Linked DNA regions of Zea mays: region 1 is linked to region 2. Evidence: chromatin contacts called from public Hi-C data. All regions are on one chromosome and are shown on one strand. Each heading gives the region's core, a stretch centred on a gene start, on an enhancer-like site or on the middle of the called end of the contact. The rest is flanking DNA. Distances are from core to core; before and after follow the strand shown.

Region 1 (4,454 bases), core at 601-3,100, 320 kb before region 2:
GGCAAAGCAAATGCAGATGGCTATAGCCTAAAACCGCACAAGCAAATGCAGCAGACATTTCATATATGTTCTTATTTCAACGAATATGATACCCCAAACAACATTTATCACACCTTTTTGATACTCATTTTATTTTTTTTGCAGAAAACAGCATCTGGTTGGAATGACATGACCCTGTTGGGTATTTAGACAGTGAAAAACATACTGCGTTTGTTGGAAATGCACCATTGATCAGCTAACTTAACACTTACAGTTAATGTAGCGGTGACGAGTGTTTCACATAGATTGGGAGATCTCAACGATGCCGGAAGAAGCTGTCATAACAGGTGTTTTAATGGGAGGCGACCATGGAAAGCGATGTGCCGTCTGCGTGTGGCTTCTTTCTGAGTGGAGGGAGTGGTGGACGATGCTACCAACAAACAGAGGTGTAAAGATAGATGCCCTCGGCTGCTCCCCTCCTTTTCGTCCCCTCCTTTCTGCCCCAATTTCCTCCCTGATGCCAACTTTTGAGGGGACGCGTGTTTATTGTGTGGATGGCCTTGCCTTGCCCTTTCTTTCCACCAATTCACCTCCTAGGAAAGAGAAGCTGTGCTGATCAAAATGGTTCGCCTCCAAGAGCAGAAACAGCTGGTGGCAAGCATCCAGAATCACTTCTCTTGCTCATGGGATGTGCTAACGGCCAACCTAACAAAGCAAAGAACCTAGCATCCCCTGACCCCTTTCTGCCCCTTGGATTCTTGCTCGCTTTTTTAATTCCAGCCACTGGGGTTCCTTCCTGAGGGGGAGTAATCTAATGGGTAAACCAAAAACTGCGGCTTCACTCCTCTATCCTATAGATATGTATGTAAACTGGGATGGAACAAGCAAGCGCTGGAACATGGATTTGGAACAGGCTTCCGGCCTGCAGTGTTTCCGTTTCCTTGGCCACCACCATAAATAAGATCGCAAGCCAAAACTCAGAAGGAAGATTGGAGGAGAATACAAGGGCAGGGCTCTGATCTGAGACAGATTAGTTGAGGTCCTCCATCAGGCACAGCAAGATGCATAGAACTACGAGAATGCACTTACAACCATTCAGTACTTTGTTAGTTCAGTCCCTCAGGCACGGAAGGCTCAGTAATCGGCAACACCGAGAGACAGGGGAGAGAGGAGCAAAAAAAGTTGGGAGAAATGGCATAGAACAATCCAGATTCGGACAGCAAATCTGCAGCATTCACCCGCTGGACGAGCTTCGACTGGTGGTACATTTCCCACAGAAATATACTAACCTTGACTCGCCAAGAGCATATGCGCTCGTTACGTGGAGCAGATCACGCAGGGAAGCTAGAAACTGATCACACGAGCCATACCTGGGACTGGGACTGGGACTGGAGCTGGAGGAACGGAGGGGCCGCAGACTTCTGCTCTTCTGCGCAGAATTGAAGTCAAGTGAGGGCCTGCTGCCGTGACTTGAGGAGCGCAACTCTCCTCGTGTCCCCCCTCTGCCTTGTAAATGCTGCTGCCCCTTCTTCCTCCTCGGGGTTGGGGAGCCTCCTCTGACCACATTTGTCTTCACTAGATGTCCTGTCACATCGTGCGTGAACCGTTTTTTTTGTTTTGCCTTTATTTATTTAACAGGCCGGCTTAGTATATACTGTTTGGAAAAGGTTGTGAAAGGCCGTCTTACATTTTTTTTTTCTAATTCTACGTACATGTGTCGCTGCGAAGGTATCTTTCTTCTTCGTCTTGTTAGCAATCATAAGGCAAACCTTCTTTTCCTTTTTGTTTTTTGCTTTAATAACCACTGTCCAAATGCGAAAGGGTTTGTAGCCACGAGAGCCATTGGTAATAACGAGATTTTTTTGTGGCGACTTTGTTAAGAATTTACCGATTAGTGAAATTTGAGCGTGTACGTTTATAGAAAAAAATGAGTGTACGAGCATATGCGTTATGCACTTATACTACGTAATCTAAAAAAAGAATATCTAAATTATATAAAACTGACGATCCATTATTAGTGCTATCGTACTGATGATTGTGGACATGTTTATATAATATCAATGTAGTGGTTTAAGATAACATATTGTTTTGCATAGATGTTGCTAGTCAAAGCACCGTGTGATTGATTGCTCATACTATCTCGTTCTAGACCACCGTGTGCATAGGCTTTCGTTTAGCATTTGTTTGGTTGCCTTTATACGAGATGCGCGAGTTACATGAGCAGATGTACAATATCTATTTTGTGACCACTAGATGCACCGGAAATGTTCGTATCCAGTCGACCTGATTCTCGCAGGAGTCTGGGTGGACGTTCGCAGCAAGCCAATCAGACAGTATATGTATTGGAGACATATTACCATGTTCTAATGGTAAGTGACGGAAGCAGTACCTTCAATAATTTGGAACTCTGTGCCATTTGGACTAATGCCGCATTAACTGGGTTCATGTTATTTGTACACGTGTATATGCCAGAGAGGCAGAGAAGAGAATTAAAAAAATAAAAGAAAAACTTGTGCAGTTGTGCGTTAAGCCGTTGACCAGCATTAACGGCGCAAACCAAACATAGCACATGCATGGTACGCCCAGTAATCAATGTGATATCCAAGGCCAAGAAGAGTCTTATCCCCAGGAAGTATCATAACGTATACACAAAAATAGATGTATTGAGCTATGTCTTTAAATATATCTTAAGGCTTGTTTGAAAATAAGAGTATTGGGGAGGATTAAGGGGCTATAATCTTTTGTTATTCAATTTTGAATAACAAAATATTATAACCCCTTCAATCTACTCCAATACTATTTCTTCCAAATAAGTCCTAAATGCATAAATGTAAAGACATGTATCACGATGATACAGGGTTAGTACTGTAATTTGGTTGGGAAGGAATATCTCCGGAGACTCACAGTCACACGCTAGCTATGATGCTTTGCGAGTTTTCATGAGTACGCATGTCGACGTAACGAAGCAAAGATGCTCTTTCACAAGATTCCACGCATGTATACTCTCTCCGCTCATATTATCTATAGCAACGTCTTCTATATTTATTTTCTATATCTATTCATTACAATATTCTCTAAAAAATTCTCTTCTCTATATCTTATTCCTATCCAGCGACGTCTCGTATAAAAGACGTAAATAACTATATTAGATATATATTTTATTTTAAATTTTTATACATACGTATTTATTATACTCTTAAATGTACTATACATATTTTAGTTCTAGTAAATCTATTGTTTAAAGTATTAAAATAGATAGAGGATAGAGGAGATAAACTCTCTATATATATATATATATAGCGTCCTCTGAATTTAGAGAATCATTTAGAGGACACATATAGAGTGTTTAGTTTCAAGAATAAGCTAGTATATCATTTTCTCACTCCTCACTTTTTTGTTTTAGTTTGTGGAATATAATTAGTTGATCCATTATCACTCAATTCCTCATAATTAGTTAGTAGTAACATGAGGATTATAATCATCCCACAAAATTTGATTAATGGACTTATGGTGCACCACTTCATCTTAGATGAAGTGATTTCTCAAACCAAACACTCCCGTAGAAGATGAGAATCTCCTTTATAATTTAGAGTATATGATGATAATAGACGGTCTCAAATAGACGACTTTAGTCGTTTGCGCCTGGCTCATGTAATTTATGATAAAATTTAAATAATATAGATCAAATATTTTAAAACGGACAGAGCAACATGGTTTAGAACGTCTGAAAAGGAGCTCTTATTTATATAAAAAGTTGAGAAAGGAGGACAGTCAAGATAGTTTTTTTTCTAGACAACACGTTAAAAATAGGTGGCGTCGAGTGGTGTACCACAGAGCGTGCGCTATTGTCCCCATCGACGCGGAACACGCCCATGATTCCTGTTCCCCGCAGGATATGTGCTGAGCTTTTTTAAGCGAATTTTGTACTCCTACCTAATGTTGAATATGTCAGGTTTGACGAACACTGAATATAGTTTACATTATTATTCTACCGCTACAAATTAAAACAGTTGTGGATTCAAATAAAATAAACAAATTTGGGTGAGTTGAGTAAACTAGCTTGTTATAGCGTAGTTGCATTATTGTCTTAAGGTCTACTTGGAATAACTCTAGCACCTTCACATTCACTAAAACAATTTTACTTTACGATAAGTTAGGCAAACGATCTAGTTTTGTGCAATTTTAGATTCATTAAATTGATGAACCCAGGGGCCAGGTTCACTATTTTGGTAGAGACCATCAAAGGGTAGTACTTCACCAACTTCACTCTAGTGTAATTGCTGAAAATTACATGACTTCCACTAGTTGAAAAATGGTCTGTTCTTTTTCTTTCTTTCTTTCAATCACTTCTTTGATGCCCCCGAATGGCCAGTGAAACATTCCAATAAATTGTTTAGGACCCTTGGTAATATGAAGTGCTAACGCATGCATGTCCTTGTTACGTATTATGTACTTCAAACAGGGGTGGAGCCAGG
Region 2 (4,480 bases), core at 624-3,123:
GAGATGCACTTAGATGCTCCAATAATCAGGACCCTGCAGGATCCTAAACAAGCAAGTATAAAACAATAGAAAATAATTTTTTAAACCAATGGGAAGATGTTCCACAAGCACAAACCATTAGTTGCATATGTCTGCTGAGCATCTGTATTCTTCTTGCTAGCTGCAGCCCCAATCCTCATTTTCCTTGTAGATAACATCATTCCATTCATCTCGGTCATAGCACGTGCCTGCTCATTCAGATCTCCAAAATGCACGAACCCATATCCTTTAGGCCGTCCAGTGATCCTATCAACAACAACTTTAGCTCCTCTAACTGAAGGATAGTTAGCTCTGAACACATCTTCCAACATGGAGTCCGTAACATCAGGGGCCAAATCACCAACAAATATTGCATGGTCAGAACCATTATCTCCACGCTTATCCCCAGTGCTAGCAGAAGCCCAATTCAGCTTAAAAGCCATCTCAATATTCGGCATCATCTGCCCATTGAAGTTCATCAGAGTATGTTCTGCAGCGGCTTGAGAGTAAAACTCAATAAAACCATAACCTTCTGAGTGCCCAGTCTGCTTGTTCCGTATAATTTTCACAGAGGCAATCTACAGTTACTTGAGAGTATTAGTCCAACAATAAATAATTTAACAAAAGAATTAGGATTCCATTAGAGAACAAGCAAAGTAGATCAACTAAAATACATCAAAACGGACTTATATATTATGTAATCGTACATTCAACTTCCAAATTTGCAAAATCAAATAGTATATATGAACTAGCAACAAGAATAACATGGAAACTATAGCACCTGCCTTACGAAACCTTGGTATAAGTTCATTGAAAATAAGTCAATGTGCTCACCTAAAGAATGACTTATTATCAGTTCATGAAGAGATGCTTGCTCATTATGCATGGCAGAGATAAGCATTAAAAGTTAACAACAGAAAAAAAACTGGCATCTGTGCCTACAGCTTACAATCATAGTCGTATGCATGTTTCTGGGCCTAAAACCTAACACGTTGGTTGAAATAGCATATAACCATGCAAGACATGGCGCCCCTTAGCTCCTATGAGAATAAACTAGACTAGATGATCTAATATACAATGCTATAACAGAAAGGGTACCCTAACAGAAAACATAATAAATAAACAGTATAGCACCTACAGCCGCGAGAATATCAAAACCAAATTAGCCAAACCAATCGTACAAGGGTCACTCTAAAATTCCCAATGTCACGGCTTTTAGGTAGGGGAGATAGAGAGAAGAATCACCTGCTGGGCCACAGGCGCGAAGGCGTTGTAGTGGAGATAGTTCTCGTCCATCCAGTACTGAAGATCTCCAATCCACAGGGTCCTGACCTCACCGCTTCCCGGCGTTGTCCCATACTGCGGTGGCTGCGCGTACTGCGGCGGCTGCGCGTACTGCTGCGGCGGAGGCGCGTACTGCGGCGGCGGAGGCGCGTACTGCGGCGGCGGAGCGGCGTACTGCTGCTGCGGCGGAGCGGCGTACTGCTGCTGCGGCGGAGGGGCGTACTGCTGCGGTGGTGGAGCGTACTGCTGCATCTGAGGCGGGTACTGCGGCGGCGGTGGAGCGTACTGTTGCTGCTGCGCCCACGGCTGTGGGGGACCCTGCTGGTAGTACTGAGGCGGTGGCCCCTGCTGCTGCTGCTGCTGCTGCTGGTAGTACGACGGCGGTGGCGCCTGCTGCTGCGAAGCCGTGGGAACCCCGGATCCCTGCGGAGGAGGCGGGCCGTGTTGCCCGTTCATCGGCGGTTGGTGCAGCGGCTGCATCGCTTCCCCGGCGAGGCAGAGAAACCCTAGGCGTGGAGACGAAAGCGAGAGAGGAGGGCTTTCGAATCTTTATGCGGTAAAAACGAGGCGGAGGCCGCGGAGCCCGGAGCGCGTGGGCGGGCCGGGGCTCATATGGGCCGGGCCGCCGCGTCAAAATCTTGGCTCCTGCAGCCCTCCGCCATTCGGTTCGTGGTAGCCCTCTCATGCGCGCAGCGCGCTTGACCAGATGTGACGTAAGATTTTTTGGTGGAAGCGTGTATAACCTTATACAGGGAGAGTAGTCTTTTTCTCCCTTTTTGTGTTGGTCACATAAGTATGTAAGTATGGAACCAAATCTAAACATATTATGAGTCCATAAACACATAGGTATAAAACAAAATGTAAGTATATTACGTTGTTTTCGATAGTTCATATCTGTTGTAGAGTGAATTGAGACTACAATATATATTAAGTAGCATTCAACCAGCGTGTATCAAGAGCTAGCAAAAATGTGTCTACAAGCGTTGTGTCAATATATACAGATTCACAGAGAGGGCAACCGTTAGTTTATATTTACATGGAAACATTCATGGTTCAAAACTGATGGTGCTTTTGATAGGCGCGCAAAAAATAAATACATGTGAACAAAAGAGAGGAAACTATTAGTTGTACTGAAAGTTGTTTTTGCAAATAGTTTGTTGATGTGTAATGACTACAAGAGTGAGTACAAGGGAGAGATGGAAGATATCATGTTGATTGTGTATAAGAATATATGTTATGTATCACAAAGGATTGCACATGGTGTTATACCTTCATTTATCATATGACTGTCTATAGCAGCTTCTCTTTTTGGGATCTACCGGATCTGGTATGACTTTGCTAGTCTGGCTATGTTTTATCCTGTATATACCTTGTTGTATTAGTATGAAATATAAGATTTAGCGTTAAAATAAAGTGCCACCTATACATTATCTCATATACACAAAATCTGTTAGAACCACACACGACCAGAATGTCCTACAATCCATTTCAAAAAGGGGAGTGCATGTGTTACCGATGAAATCCCAATGATGATTTTGGTTAGGAGATCAGATCTACATTATCTTCTCGCTCTTAAGTCCGAAGCCAAGACATTGTCTATAATTTAATTCGAGCATAGAGGTTCCTTTTAAACTCATTTTTAGTCTTTTGACTAAAATCAAGTGTAATATCTGTTTTACCAGTTCAATGTCTGGAACAATATGTTCATTGTGACATTAAATTCATTTATTGTGAATATTTTTATGTGGAGGGTCTATTAAGACTATTAAGTATCCCTTAGTCACTGAATCAATATCTTTAAATATAGTTGGGTACCGTCGCAATACACGGATATTAGAACAAAATTATACATAACTTTTTTGACACGGCATAAGCTGCGATGTAGTAAATTAATCCTGGGTCCACCCCCACTAGTTGAAACACCGGCCGGCGTCTTTTAATTCCTTCCAAACTGAGCGTTTCTTTGAGGTCCCGCCGTCGGGCTTCTCAGTTCAAATGGCACCGCATTTGTAAAAGACGTCCAAATAATCAAGCGTTTTGTTATTTTAATTAAGCCCCGTAGGTCTAAGATAGTGTGCTTGAACGAGTTGCGAATGCGAATGTGAGACACGAGCTATGCACTTTGGTTCTCCGATTGAGACGCATGTTTAGAACATGCTGCGGTCAAGCGTTTTATCCAGCCTTCAAAGTTTCGACGGATGGATTTTGGTTAGGTCTCTCTCTCTTTGGGCGTGTTCGGCTGGCTACAAGCCGACACTGTAGAAGCCGCAGCCGCAGACGGATTGCAGCCGCAGCAAGCCGCAGCGAACAAGCTGTTTACTTTTCCATTTCGATTGGGACGAAGTTGATGGGACCATCTTTTTTAATGATTGGTAAGTTGACTGTGGGGGAGAAAAACGAGTTGTCTAGCTTCAAACATTTCATGATTGGTATGGTAAGTGCGTGGTCAAAGCTGCTGGTCTGCGAAAAAAAGTGAAGAATAGGAACTAGACAAAAAAAAGCTGCCTTTTCTTATACTAGCATAAACAACCGGTGACTCTCTTTCTTTGTTGCAGAGGACCGGCAGGAAACTCGCGTACCATGGGTAGTAGGTGTTTGTTAAGCTAAATATGACTTTGTTTTGGTGATGGTCAGAGGCGGATCCAAGGGTGGGGCAAAGGGGGCCACGGCCCCACCTCAATTTTTATATGCTTTTATACCTATATTTAGATATACATCAAAATAAAAAAAACTTTTATATAAAGGTACAACCAAATCTAATGAAACATAGTTTTAATCTAACTATTTCTCGACAGTTCATTGCTCAGCCCGCTCTCCATACAAGTAGTTCGATTCCTTCCTCTAGCGGCTAGCTACTCGACCTACTCGTGGCTCGATAGCTCCTTTGATCATGACTGGATCGGTAGTGGGTGACTAGACCTGTCCGCTACCAGTGTCACCTTATCTTCTCGTCACTCGTTAGTTCATCGCGTTGTCGGGATCCCACACGCAGCGCCACTACTTTGCCTCTTATTCCGCATCGACTGGTGGGCAAGCTATTGGTGGGATCCTGCCTTGGCACCATGGTGCCACCACCATCTGCCCTCACTATGTCACCAGGGTCCCACCACGTCGTCACAAATGCAACAATTGTTGTCGCTTGCCACTGCCTACAGCCGCTTGCCCTCGCTGCCCCTCG

Evidence for each region. Hi-C and Micro-C count contacts between places; a contact is called where the count stands out from the background.
Region 1: a Hi-C map of ear shows a contact between it and region 2, with 2.2 times the contacts expected there. The contact joins the promoter of LOC100277924 here to the promoter of LOC100191611 in region 2. A contact is called at or near these places in 2 of 25 Hi-C or Micro-C datasets (ear and tassel).

The regions. Positions count from the first base shown.
Region 1 is chr2:210,206,323-210,210,776 of Zm-B73-REFERENCE-NAM-5.0, reverse strand. LOC100277924 reads right to left here and starts at 1,850. Exons shown (of 2, transcript XM_008669496.4): 1 at 252-1,850.
Region 2 is chr2:209,884,766-209,889,245 of Zm-B73-REFERENCE-NAM-5.0, reverse strand. It overlaps LOC100191611, which reads right to left and starts at 1,873. Exons shown (of 7, transcript NM_001357843.2): 1 at 1,264-1,873; 2 at 116-596. The coding sequence starts at 1,782. It also overlaps the pseudogene LOC111590978.